2 separate regions of the Callithrix jacchus genome follow, and region 1 is linked to region 2. Evidence: chromatin contacts called from public Hi-C data. All regions are on one chromosome and are shown on one strand. The core of a region is the stretch at or near the end of the contact, and the rest is flanking DNA. Distances in the headings are between cores, read along the strand shown.

Region 1 (7,280 bases), core at 367-2,866, 460 kb before region 2:
GCAGGATATAGATACAGATACATGCAGACATGTGCCTGAATTCATATAAAAGACAGGGGTTTATCGCAATGAAACCTGTTAAGGACAACTGCATATACTGGTCAATTTCCACAGAAATTCCCCACTTCACATCTGCAGAGCTGTGCCCAAATCACAGTGACTTTATCTAGAAGGAAAGGCCCCATCATCTATATTATCTGGTAGTACTGCCAAACAGCTGGCGGTGGTATTTTATGTTAAAACATAGTAATGGAAAATTAACTAATATATAATGAAAGATCACCAAAATCAATCTAAATACTTCCTAAATGGAAATTAAAACTTGAAGGGAATGAGGTTTTAAATTGAGCTTCTCACACAATTTGCAATTGCAAAAATATGGAACCAGCCCAAATGCCCATCAATCAATGAGTAGATAAAGAAAATGTGGTATGTATATACCATGGAAAACTACTCAGTCATAAAAAGGAGTAAAATAATGGCATTTGAATCAACTTGGATGGAACTGGAGATCATTATTCTAAGTGAAGTAACTCAAGAATGGAAAATCAAACATTGTATGTTCTCACTCGTCAGTGGGAACTAAGCTATGAGGATGCAAAGGCATAGGAATGATACAATGGACTTTGGGGACTTGGGGGAAAGGGGGTGAGGGACAAAAAGACTATCCATTGGGTACAGTGTACACTGCTCAGGTGAAGGGTGCACCAAAATCTCAGAAATCACCACTGGAGAACTTATCCACATAACTAAACACCACCTGTTCCTTCAAACCTATTGAAATTTAAAAAACATACATTGAGCTTCTCAGGCTAACTACAAGAACAAGATGGCACCAGTTCATGACCCCGGTGTTGACATTCATGAGAGTCAGGAGGCTAAGATATATACATGGAAAATTCCATCTGATAGTGCAAAGGTGGGAGCAGAGAGCAGTTTACACGCATGCAAACAAATCAGCAATAATTCACAAGCTGATGGAATGTCTATCAATGAGGAGAAACTACATATTGTTTGGAGCAAGATAAAAATGAATATAAAAAATACCAGCCATTTTGGCAACAGAGTGGGAGGGGAAATGACATAAAGGTTAGCAAGTCTTGTGATGCTCAGGCCGCATTTATCACAGTGATTCAGATGGACAAAAAATAGAAACGGGTTTTCTAAGCCAAGACAGCCTTCCATTCATCTTTTCCTTTCTAAAATTATAGTCACCTTCCTTAACAATAAGGATCAGATTTTCAAAAAGTGAGTGTGGCTCATGTGTTTTTCCCTAGGCCTGGTCATATGATACAGATAATCACCTTTCCACTCGTTAGAAGTCTGGTTCTGTTTTCCCTTCCTTCATTCTTCCCCAACATGCTGAATAGTTGCAAAATAAAACATAATAGCTTTAAGATTTTCCTTTTAAAATGATTATTTGACAACATATATCTGAAAAAATAATGGGCAGTGGTCACCATGGTGGCCAAGACAGTGGAGGGTTTCTTACTTCCTGTTTCGTGTTTAAATAATCAGAGAACTGTCCTCTGATTCCCATTCTTTGGCTTGGCCTGCCTCTGGCAGAGGCTCCCTGTTCTCCTCTGCCTACATCCATGACAGACATCATCAGCCTTCTGGAACAAAACTTCCTTCACCAGCAGAGCCTCTGATTCTTTTTGCCCTGGAAGCAAGAATGGGTTTCTGGGAATGCTTTGATAATATGCAAGGAGTACACATGGTAGGAGGGCATGGCAGCAGGCACTGCAGGTTCCCTTTCTAAAACCGGGAGCCTGACTCACACCCCCTGCTACTGACCCACGCCACAGTGTTATCCAACAAATATCTGCATCAGCTTATTTGTCCAAGAAGCCAAATAAAACCCCATAAGGATTCATACTGTGATGAACACTGTGGATGCCTCTCAGCCTGTGTGTGTGTGTGTGTGTGTGTGTATGTGCATGCACACGTGTGTGTGTGTGCACGCGTGTGCATGCACGGTAGGGGGCTGAGGGAGAGGAGAAAGCGATTACCCATTAGGATATTTCTTACAGCTCATTCTAGAATACTGTTCAGGACAAAGAAGTGAAGCGGTAGAGCTTTATCTCCCTCTAGCAGGAGTCCTAGACTGTGGCTACATTGAGATCTCCTCAGGGGTGCCTTGTGTCCAGATGGCCTGGAGGGCCAGTGGGCCGATCCTCACAGAGGTAATTAGCATGAGGCACCACACTGTGCCAGGGAAATTATTTTTTCCTGCCAGAAGCTTGTTTAGCTGCCAGAAGAATGCCCCTGAGTTGGAGGGGAGCCTTCCTCACTCGGAACTTCCCATTTAGTTAACTCCCACACCATCTCCTGTCCTCCCTACCCCCAACTCCTTGCCCTGCTCCTGACAGAAAAGCCAGAAAGTGAGGTTCACCAAAAGAAAAAAATTGGAGGCACAAGACTGCTCTGGCCCAAGAGTCTGGGTAAAGAAGGTAACATGGTGTGCATGTGTGTGTGACAGGTGTGTGTGTGTGTTGGGGGGTGGGCTATTCCTGTACCACAGCACAGTTTTACAGGAGACAGAAAACTTCTTTGGTGAAGATCCTTCCATGACAGAAGCAGCAGCAGCTGGCTGTGAACATACAAAAGTGAACTTAGTTTGGGATCTAAGGGGCCCCCTCAGTGCAGATATTGGCAGCAGCTCACAGGGGCCTCTGGCTACCAACAATGGCTTCTTGGGTCTCAGAGGTCCAGCAAAAGATGCCAGTCCCTGGGGCTTCCCAGGAATAGCTCAGGGACCTCAAAATAGAGGCAAGCTGCCTGGTTCTACATAGCTGGTAAGAGGGAGAACACTGATTCATTTGTTCATTCATTCCATATAAATGAAAATGAGGGCTAGTTATAGGCCACACAGTATTCTAGGAGCTGAGCAGGAAAAATGGCAAAAACTCATGCCCTGACAGACCTGGCATTCCAGTGAAGGCAAAAGGCAATGAGAAATAAACAAAAACAGAACTAATATCAAGACAGGTGGTGAGAAGTATGAAGAGGAAATTACAACAGAATAATAAAGACTGGGGTTTGGTAGTGAGACTACTCTAGCCAGCCAGATCAAGGGCTGTCTCTGGAATCAGAGTAATGTGTATATTCTTGTTACACACATGCACACAGACTTTTGAACTATATGGTAAACTATAGAAAGCTTAAATATTATTTTTATTTTCAAGCATCTTCCAGCCATCAAAGAACCCTATCATATACCAATAAGTGATAAGGAATTTTTAAGAGACTGTCCATTATTTTTATTTACTTAGATTTTATTACATAAACTAAAAAACAAAGGATAGGTCGTAAACTAAAGTTTATAAATATTTGTTATACAGATTTCCTTGAATTGGCGTTCGTTTTATTTACTAAATGAATGAATGAATGAGGCACTATGAGCCACTTAACAGATAAGGTTAAAGCCATCACCTATATCTTTTAAGGCACTAACATATGTCAATTTTATTGTCTGGCTACACAAACATTTATTTGCTACTGAAAATTGAAATAGCATATCAAAATTTCCTTTTATTGTAATTCAAATTCTTGAAAACCAAAATATCCAATTAATTACTATGCTCTAGCCAAACTACATAATGATTTTTTTTTTACATTCTTTCTCCATACCTTACATTGCTTCAAATTCCTGATATTGAGTTCCATCTCACTGATTTCAGGCTTCTAGAACACAGGGAATGCTTGAGACCTACTGGTGCTTCCTTGGGTCATAACAAAAAGTAGTACTAAAGTATTCATGAAGTCCCTCGAATACATTCAAACTATACAGATCCCTTATAAATTACTGGTATCAAGGTAGGAAAGAAAAGATACAAGAAGAAAAAGACATCACAGAACTCATTATAGGTTATCAAAATTATTGGTTTACACTCTGTCTCAGAATACAGTAGCTTTCTCAATTTGCTGCATACAATTACCAACAAGAAAGGTGAGTATAGGAGTACGGCTTGAGACTGAATTGTCTCTGTGTCATAGTTATCCAATGCAGCATTGTCAGAAGGATCTCATAAATGCAGAAACTACAGCTTCATTGGAATGGTTCACGTCCTCATTTATTCTTAACTCCCTTAAGCCCAGTGTCTGTTAATTCTCTTTCAAGCCGAGAAAATCAGTTGAGCAAGATGTCACTGAGTTTTACTATCTTTTCTTTCTGAACAAATAACAACAATGACCTCGTTCCTCTCCCACTGTGAGGCACCCGGTGTCTGATGTCCTGGAAGATCTTTTCTCTTCTGCCTCTGGCAGAGGTGAAAGGGATTTAGTACCAGGGTTGAGAATCAAGTTATGCTTTGGGATGAGTCCACTGGTGATCTAACCACAGCTCTAAGCTGCTCCTTGATCTTTGGGTCTCAGCACAACATGATGCTGGACTTGCAAATTGCCACAAGGTAGCCTGGAATGAAGTCTATAGCCCAGAAGGAGCCTGAAAACCTGAACTCCAACAAAGGGTGGCCAAGGAGCCAACCCATCACTCATGAACCTGACTTCTAAGCCTGTTTCTGCAAAACGGGAATAAGAACCTTAACCATTAGATTTTAAAGATATGGTAAGATAGTTCATTCAGTGTGTATAGCACAGAGCCAGGAAAAACAGTAAGTAGGCAGTCACTTCTGCAGGTTAAAAAAAAAAAGATTGGAACTTACATTAATTCTAAATTAGTTTAAAAAATAATTTAAAGACAACCTGTGAAATAACTTATTTGCCTAGGATGATGAGCCAGTGAGGGAAGACCCTGAGGCCCAGTGCCCAGATCCCTGTCCTTCCAGAATCTAGCCTTGCTTCTCTATCTCAGCCTCGAGAAGGTCCAGTTCAAGGACAGTCCTTGCTCTGAGGTTAATCCAAGATCCCTTTACAGTAAATTCTCCATTTACTTGTGGCAATTTGAGTTACTTTTGTTCTTCGCCTCAACACTATCTTTACTAAAACATGACAAATAATCCTTTCCCTTGTGGTTACTTCCATTGCTTTTATATTTAAAAATACTTCCCCATCCCATTGTTAGTTAAGTAGTCATTTTTTTCTCCTACATTTTTTAAAAACATGATTTAAAAAACATATAATTCTCTAAACAATTCATGTGTAATTTATTTTGGTGTAGTTTGCTGAATAATCTACCTCTTCCCACAGGATTGCTGCATTCCAGGGATCATATGTGTCTGCATGTTGTCTGTCTGTACATTTCAGGGCTATTTATTCTATGTGATTCCTATGCTGGCACTAAACTGTTTTTGATTTTATTGTGTATTTTATATTTGAAATAGCAAGTTTCTCTTCATTGCTCTTTTAAAATGTTTCCTAGCTATCCTTTCTAAAACCATTTTGTTATCAGAATATTTCTTTTATATTTCATCATGTCACTGACTGAACTATCTCAACCTCTAAACAGCAAGTTACAGTTTAACCAAGTCCAGCAAATCCATCTTTAGAAAACTAAAAGAGAGCCTGGTGTGGTAACTCATGCCTGCAATCCCAGCACTGTGGGAGGCTGAGGCAGAAGGATCACTTGAGCCCAGGAGTTTGGGACCAGCCTGGGCGACATGGTGAAGCCCCGTCTCCACAAAAAATTAGCCAGGCATGGTGGCATGTATCTGAAGTCCCAGCTACTTGAGAAGCTGAAGTAGGAGAATTGCTTGAGCTCAGGAGGTCAAGGCTGCAGTGAGCCATGATTGCACCACTGTGCTCCAGCCTGGATGATGGAATGAGACTCTGTTTCAAAAAACAAACAAACAAAAAATGACCCTCTCCTCGCTGAAACTTCAAGAGATGAAACCACTTCATGGCAGTCAGGTCTACTGCATAACTTCTGTCTTGCAGCCCTGACAGATAAAATTAAGAAGGCAGTAAAGAGAAATTTAGCAGATGTGTTCTAAATAGTATTAGAATTTGCCTCTTTTTTTTTCTTTCTTAAATTGGGTGAATAAACTGAGCAGTCCATGAAATTAAAACAAATTAATTTACTTTCATGCTAAAAGGTTTTGTAAAACAGACAATAACAAGCTTTACAATCTCATCTAGCACCATATGTTTTCCTTAATATTAAATCTCCTTTTGTTCTTATACACTTAGACTATTTGTTTTTACAAAACAAGATTCAATAATCATTGCAACTTTAAGGAAAAACATCTATAACAACTACAACCAGCTACTACATTTTGTCTCATCATGACTTAAGCTAGATTACTTTAAACATGCTGAGAACACTGACATCAGCCTCCAGTTGGGCAAAATCAGGTAACACAAAGTCTATTTTAAAATTAAGTGTTGAATATCTCAGGTAATGTATTGAAAATTGTGCTGAATGTGAAAACAGAATGATTCCATACCATCGTAAAGTTGAAAAATCATAAATCAAACCAATGCACACCAGAGACCGTCTGTGCGTGATTCGATATTTTCAGTGAAATACACAAACATTTATACATTATCTAAATCTAGTATTTATCTATACTATTTGTATACATAAAAATAAATAGGAAAATTACTCATATTGAGACGATAGTGATGAATTTTTCATTAAAAGAAAAAGTGATAGACTTGAGAGAAAACACCTGCCAGGAATGTTCCAGAAGTGCCTGGTTGACAGTCCCTTCCTTCCCTGTTGCTCCACTCCTGAATTTTTAAACATCACAAAAACAAACAAAAAGAAAAAAAAAAAAACTCCAAAGATGTCACATCACAGGCAAAGTATGAGTGAGGAACACAATGTTATCTTGGTACCTGAAAACTAGATACTGCAACATATCTTAAAATGCAACAATTAAAAAGGTAAAAATGTTAGTGGATGTAATATGTTCCCTCACTTTATATATTTAATACATATATTTAAATATAAATTTAGCATATTTTAAAACACTGCTGTTGACTGAGAAGACAAATGCGAAAAAACACATTGAAGAGTTCAGGTGATCTCTTAATGATCCTATTTCATTAATTCAAGAGCAAAGTACTTTAAAGAAGGCTTCACACTTTTTAGTGTAATGAGAGGGAGAAGTCCCTTGACTGAGATTCTCACCCATGTCACCAAAATCATCACTCATCTGAAACCACTTTGCAGATGACAAAACTGAGTCTCAGATGTTGCTAAAGTTCTGTGGCTAGGAGACTGAGCAGGACGGGAGCCCACCACCCCAGGAGTTCTTTAGCTTTTCTTGTGCCATGTACGCCTCCAACAGTCTAGTAAAACCTATGTACCTCTTCTCAGCATAGCATTTTTAAATTTGTAAAACAAATGCATAACATTAGGAAGGATAAACATT
Region 2 (6,807 bases), core at 430-2,929:
CTCATTTCAAAAAGCAAATCATGTGGGATGTGATTTGTCTCATGGCCTGAGAAACATGCAGCTCTGCTTTCTGTACAAAGTGGAAAGGGCAGAAAAGCAGCTGGTCCTTGCCCTCCCATTGGAATGGCAGGAATAGGATGGGGTGGGCAGTAGTCCATTTATGAACATTTGAATGCAATCAAATGAGATTTTTATTGAGCTTCTACTCTGTGTCAAGTACTGTGTTATCATTAGGTGGAATGTAAGATGATAGGTAAGATAAAATGTACCCTCAGAAAGTTAAATAAGTCTGTGAGTGTCAATATGAATTTTAATGACAATGAACACCTTCTGTTTGTAAATGTAGCCAGATAATATCTTGATATATTAACTGATACGTTTTCCCTTCTCAGTAATTCTTGTTACCTGTGAACTTTTTCCCATACAGGCTTTCTTGGCACACTGCCCCAGGAACAGGATTATGCTACAGAACACAAAAAGCAAATGACTGACTTTTGAATTCCAAAATCTAAAATCTTGGCAAAAACAGTATGTTTAGAAGGAAAGTTGATCTGGAAATGGTCAGCATTAGTTTTTCCTACCTCTATGACAAAATAAACCTAAGGGGAAAAACCTGTTGGTGGTAAAAAGTAGCAAAAGCAAAAGAATTAGAATCTTGAATGGGTCATGAAGCAGACACCTGTGGTCCATGCCCTCCGCCCTGACCCAAATGTTGCTGGTGCAGAGGAGAGAAAATAGACAGTCCAAAGGAAGTAGAGGAAATGAAAGGGAATCTGGCTGGCATCCACTCCTACCCTATACCGCCCACTGCTGCCTCCAGGCTCAGGGAAGTCTCCACAAACCCCACATATCCCAGGTTCTTAGGATCTTTCTCCAGCATATTATGAAGACAGCAGAGAATAATGTATGTCTGGGAAAGTGTATCTAGATGGAGAGGACCCAAAACAGCCTGAAAGTTCCCCAGCATATCCATGAAGTTCAGAACTAGATCAAAATTTTCCAAGTGCTCAAGAGAAATAGTCACGAGAACCCCAGATGGACCTCAGGCATTGCAGGATGATGCCCAATTCAGCCACTACCAGTGTGACTGGTGAGAAATCCTAAGGACTGATGTCTGTCCCCCAACTCTCTCCCCATCATATACTAATGCACCCTGAAAGTGCCCTAGATCTATACAAACACTCTATGTTCACAATCCCACATAGACAACTATCCATCCCAGAAGAGCTGCAACCAGGCTCCTCATAAACCCAGCTCCACCCATGCATCCATATTTAACCAGCTTCCTTCAGAAATATTCTTATAGATTTCCACTAATTTTCTATTCTTTAGGCACAACTGCTTTCTTTTTCCATTCTTAGGAAGTAAAGAAAAGGCCCAGACAACATAGTCTGTGTAACAATGTGTGGTGCATATGAAGAACAGAAAGAATAAAATTTCCAGTGAACCTAAGTTCCTGATCCATATAAGATCTCCCTTCTGACCTCTAGAACCTGAGCCATGAAATGGCAAAAAGTCCTCTAGATGGCCCATTTCCCCCAGGGGGTGCTTAGTGCCCTTTCCTTCTTGCAATGTCATTTCACTGTCTTCCCATTACAACATGAAACTCACTCCCATTAAAGTGACAGGACTCAATAGTTTGAGGCTTAACGCCGACTCCTCCTCTGTTCATACAGCTATCCAGTTGTTAAATCTACCTACTGGCTCTCTCCTTTCTATTACTGGAAGTGCTGCTCTCTGAATATTCCTTTTCCTCAATCCAGGGATGTGGCAGAACTGCACTTCCCCTCGTTCTTGAGGTTGATTGAGGCCAGTCACGTGGCTTCCTTTGGCAAGTGAAACGTGGGCAGGAGTAACATGGGCTGTTTCCTAACTGCAGAAAGCAACACTGCAGCACTCTGCTTCCTGCAGCTGGAACTGACAGCATTTCAGATGATGGAGGCCCTGTCACCCTGATTTCCAGAGTAAAGGGCATGTAATGGGCCCTTTCAGTCAGTGGGCAGATAAAATGAGCAAGCAATAAACATTTGTTAAATGAACTTGCTGGTTGTTACTGCATAATAATCTTACCCATCCTGACTAACGTGCCCAGGCTATTATTGTGGTTCAGGCTCTCTCTTCTCATCAATGGCTTTTAACACATGACACTCAAAGTGTGGTTCATACACAGGTATCAATCCATAAACTACTGCTGCACTGTAATGATGTAAGTATAGAAATTGAGAATAAACATTTAGAAATTATTGTAACAGTTAAACTAATTTGACATATTGAATCTAATAATAAAATATTTGGAATTGTCTTTCCCCCAGATCTTAACGTGATGTCTTATTTATTCATGAAGGTGCTACCAAAACGTTTGTCAAATTAAATCGCATTATTAAGTCATGATTAAGAAGTAGAATTATGGTAGAATTTCAAGGCCTTGCAGACAGATCTGAGGAATATTTGGGGTACAAGATCCTTCCTAATTGAGGTGAAATGATCATTTATAAATTTCCGTAGTTTCTCTTTGTGCCAGCACAAAATTTAGCGTCAGCAAGCAGAGAAACTTTCTGAGTTCTTCATTTACTATTAAACATTGTCTTAGGTTTGCCAACATAAAAGCAGGAACATGAATGTGTTTATCTTCTGGAATAAAACTCTGTAAATATATTGCTTATGAATATGTTCTTCAGAATGATTCACAAACAGCTTGACATTTTGATACATTTGTTCAAGTAATAGAGGATAATATAACTGATCCCCAAATCACTTCCTAACTCCCTCCAGGACTGAATAATTTCTTGCCTCTCAAAGACTCTGGCACACACTAATATATTTCTTTGCATCATACAAGAAAGAGGCAGCATAAACAATAGTGAAAACAACAGTGTGCCAGGTATCAGGAGACCTGGATCTAATCTGTATTATCCACTCCACTCACTTGCTACTACATGCAGCTATTACTTAACCACTGTGTCCTATTTCTCTCTTATGAGGATAAAAAGTTAATAACATGTAACATCAGCTCTGTTGTGAGCATCAAGATATACGGTTCTGAAGCACTTAGTGGTGAATAAAGTACAATATGATTATAATTTTGCATTTATGTATAATATTGTCCTTATAATGCTCTCAAATTATTTTGTATCTAGATTTTCTCCTTTCAAGGGAGACAGTAAGCTCCTTAGAGGTTCACTGTGCACTTTTTCTTTGTATCTGATCCAATGCTAAGCCCTTTGGGACAAATAATACACATATGATGATCATTTGAAAACTATTTATCATAAGTTGTTGAACCCATTCACCCTTAAGTAAACTACATAAACTTTATATGTCACAAGACAACTATTTCTCAGTTCACAATGAAAACAGGCTTTTAGAATTTTGGCTGTCTGAGTTCCTTGAGGGCAGAGGTCATGTCTCACCAAGCTTTGTATCCCTAGCATGTACCACAGTATCTGAGCACAGAGAAGGAGCCCAGTTTATATGGACTACATTATGTACCCCTCAAATTCATATATTGAAACCCTATCCCACAATGTGACTGGAATTGGAATAATGCCTTTAGGGAGGCAATTAAAGTTAAATGATATCATAAGGATGGGACCCTAATCTGATGGTGCTGGTGTCCTTATAGGAAAATAAAAAGATGCTGCCAGAGAGCATGTACTCTCATGTGCTGACTCTCTCTCTTTTTCAGTCTCGCCATGCCCCACAGAGAAAAGGCCATGTGGGGACCCAGCCAGAAGGCTGCCATCTGCAAGCCAGGAAAAGAGCCCTTGAGAGTCTGCTAGAACCTTAATTTGAAAGTTCCAGCCTCCAGAACAGTAAGAAGATATATTTCTGTTGTTTAAGCCACCAGGCCATGGTATTTTGTAATGGTTGCCCTAGCTAAGATACCAGTTAATGTCTGAAGATGAAGTGATAAATGAATAACCTTTAATAAAATACTTATTATTATTATTACCTCTACTTAGTACCCAGAAATCTAAAAGGCCAATCTCTGACTTTGCTTAAATTGGCTTTGGGAAAATTTTCAGACTCATTTAAACATTATAATAGCACACCCACCTACTAGACATTTGATTTTTCCATCCACTCTATTAGTGAGTACAAGCAGTTCTTATCCAAAGATCATTAAGAGGATTAGGCTGCAGGAATGGGGGTGGTAAGGAACAGAACAGCTATTGGCCAGAAAGAAGGAAAAATTGTACTATTAATTGTTCAGAGGATAACACACGATTCTGCACATGTAAACACTCAAGGTGAAATGTGGCAGATGAAGAAAGAACTTCTGTGTAGAAGAACTATAAGTTTTGGCAGGAATCACCATGCTGCAGTACTGAAGAGGCCTCCTGCTAGGGGCTACAATGGAAAAAGCGACCTCAGAGAGGAATTCAGAACAGAAATGCTCAGAAAGAGATGAAACAGGAAGCTTTGGTTAAGTCATTTGGTTTCAGGCTTATAAAAGTAAAACATTATTACAGCAAAAAATAAAAAATAAAAATGCTGACTACATGAACTGTGTAGATTACTCTTCTATTCTAATTGTAAATTTGAATTCCAAAGTACTTCTTCCTTCATGTTCTTTGCAAGAGATCTTAGGTGTTTAGTAACATTCTTCTAAAGAGGCTCAGGCAAGAGAAGCAAATACTTAGTCTGCAGCCATAGGACCTAGCTTAGCATTCCACTGAGCTGCCCTAACACAGAGGGCACACCAATTAGGGACTCTAGAAAAGAATGGCAAAGGTGGCACCAGAGAGAAATCCTCACATGCAGTTTCCCTCTTTCATGCTCCCAGCTAAAGAGGGCACCCCTTTCACAGAAAAGTGAATACTGGCATACCTGGGAGATACTGAAGGTTCAGTTCCAGATCACTGCAATAAAGGAAATATCGCAACAAAGCCAAGTCATCAATTTTTGGTTTCCTAGTGCATATAAAAGTTACATTTACACAACACTGTATTATATGGCATTATGTCTAAAAAACAATGCACATGACTTAATTTTAAAATACTTTATTGCAAAAAATGCTAATGATCATCTGAGGCTTCAGCAAGTTATAATCCTTTTGCTGGTGGAGGATCTTGCCTTGATGTTGATGGCTGCTAACTGATCAGGGTGGTAGTCACTGAAGGCTGTGGTGGCTGTGGCAATGTCTTAAAACAAGATCACAATGAAATTTGCCAAAATCATCGACTCTTCCTTTCACAAAAGATTCCTCTGTAGACCGTGATGCTTTTTGGTAGCATTTTATCCAAAGCAAAATGTTCACAATTGGAATCAATCTTCTCAAACCCTGCTGCTGCTTTATTAACTCAGTTTATGTAATTTTCTAAATCTTTTGTTGCCATTTAACAGTGTTCACAGCAACTGCACAAGGAGTAGATTCCATTTCAAGAAACCACTCTTTGCTCATCCATAACAAACAACTCATATGTTCATGTTGTCTTATGAGATTATAACAATTCAGTTACATCTCCATGTTTTATTTCCAATTCTAGTTCTTTTGCTATTTCTACCACATACACAGTTACTTCCTCCACTAAAGTCTTGAATACTCAAAGTCATCCATGAGGGCTGGAATCAACATCCTTCAAACATTTTTACCTGCTCACATGAATCAAAAATGTTCTTAATGGCATCTAGAATAGCAAATCCTTTCCAGAAGGTTGTCAGTGTATTTTGCCCAGATCCATTAGAGGAGTAACTATGGCAGCTACAGACTTACAAAATGTATTTCTTAAATAATAAGACTTCAAAATCAAATTAATCCTTGACTTATGGGCTATGGATGTATTCACAAGCATGAAAACAACAGTAATCTCCTTGTATACATCCATGAGGGCTCTTGGGTGACCAGGTGCATTGTCATTGAACAGTAATATTTTGAAAGGAAACGTTTTTTCTGAGCAATAGGTCTCAATAGTGGGCTTAAAATATTCAGTAAACCATGCTGTAAACAGATGTGCTTTCATCCAGGCATTGCTGTTCCCTTTATAGAGTACAGGTAGACTGGACTGAGCATAATCTTAATTTTAAAAGTGCTTGACTTTGGTATACAGGGAACAGGATTTTCAGAATGACAGCTGAACATTGGTTTTAATTTAGTCATCAGCTGCACTGCTCCCAGACAAGAGAATCAGCCTGTCCTCTGAAGCTTTGAGGCCAGGCATTGCTTCTTTCTAGCTATGAGAGTCCTAAATGGCATTTTCTTCCAATATAAGACCGTTCTGTCTAAATTTAAAGACTGTTAGTGAGTATGGCCACCTTCATCAATTACCTTAGCTAGATTTCTTGAGAATTTGCTGCAGCTTCTATATCAGGATTTGCTGTATCACTTTGTACTTTTAAGTTATGCAGTTTCTTTCCTTAAACCTCATGAACCAAGCTCTGCTATCTTCAAACTTTTCTTCTGCAGTTTCCTCACTTCCCTCAGCCTTCACAGAATTGAGGAGAGGGTTAGGGCCTTGCTCTGGATTAGGTTTTGGCTTAAGGGAATGTTGTAGCTGCTTTGATCTTCTCTGCAGACCACTCAAACTTTCTCCACATCAACAATAAGGCTGTTTCACTTTCTTATTCACGTGTTCACCGAAGTAGCACTTTTCATTTCCTTCCATAACTTTTCCTTTGCATTCACAACTTGACTGCTTGGCACAAGAGGCCTAGTTTTTGGCCTATCTCAGCTTTTGACATGCCTTTCTCACTAAGTGTAATCATTCATAGTTTTTGATTTCAAATGAGAGATATAGTGCTCTACCTTTTACTTAAACACATAGCGGCCATTGTAGGGTTATTAATAGGCCTAATTTCTATATTGCT

The links. Hi-C and Micro-C count contacts between places; a contact is called where the count stands out from the background.
Region 1: a contact with region 2 is called in a Hi-C map of skeletal muscle, with 2.6 times the contacts expected there. The contact joins two enhancer-like sites. A contact is called at or near these places in 2 of 3 Hi-C or Micro-C datasets (both in skeletal muscle).

The regions. Positions count from the first base shown.
Region 1 is chr18:42,711,112-42,718,391 of calJac240_pri, reverse strand. All of the region lies in intron 3 of C18H1orf21 (chromosome 18 C1orf21 homolog), which reads right to left. Among named protein-coding and RNA genes, the nearest start is that of C18H1orf21, 170 kb to the right of the region's middle. Within about 2 kb of position 1,616, at least 3 of the 16 cell types and tissues checked have an H3K27ac peak or open chromatin away from gene starts, as enhancers often do. A contact at or near this core is called in skeletal muscle, where this site is marked.
Region 2 is chr18:42,250,248-42,257,054 of calJac240_pri, reverse strand. No RefSeq gene overlaps it. Among named protein-coding and RNA genes, the nearest start is that of TSEN15, 29 kb to the right of the region's middle. Within about 2 kb of position 1,679, at least 1 of the 16 cell types and tissues checked has an H3K27ac peak or open chromatin away from gene starts, as enhancers often do. A contact at or near this core is called in skeletal muscle, where this site is marked.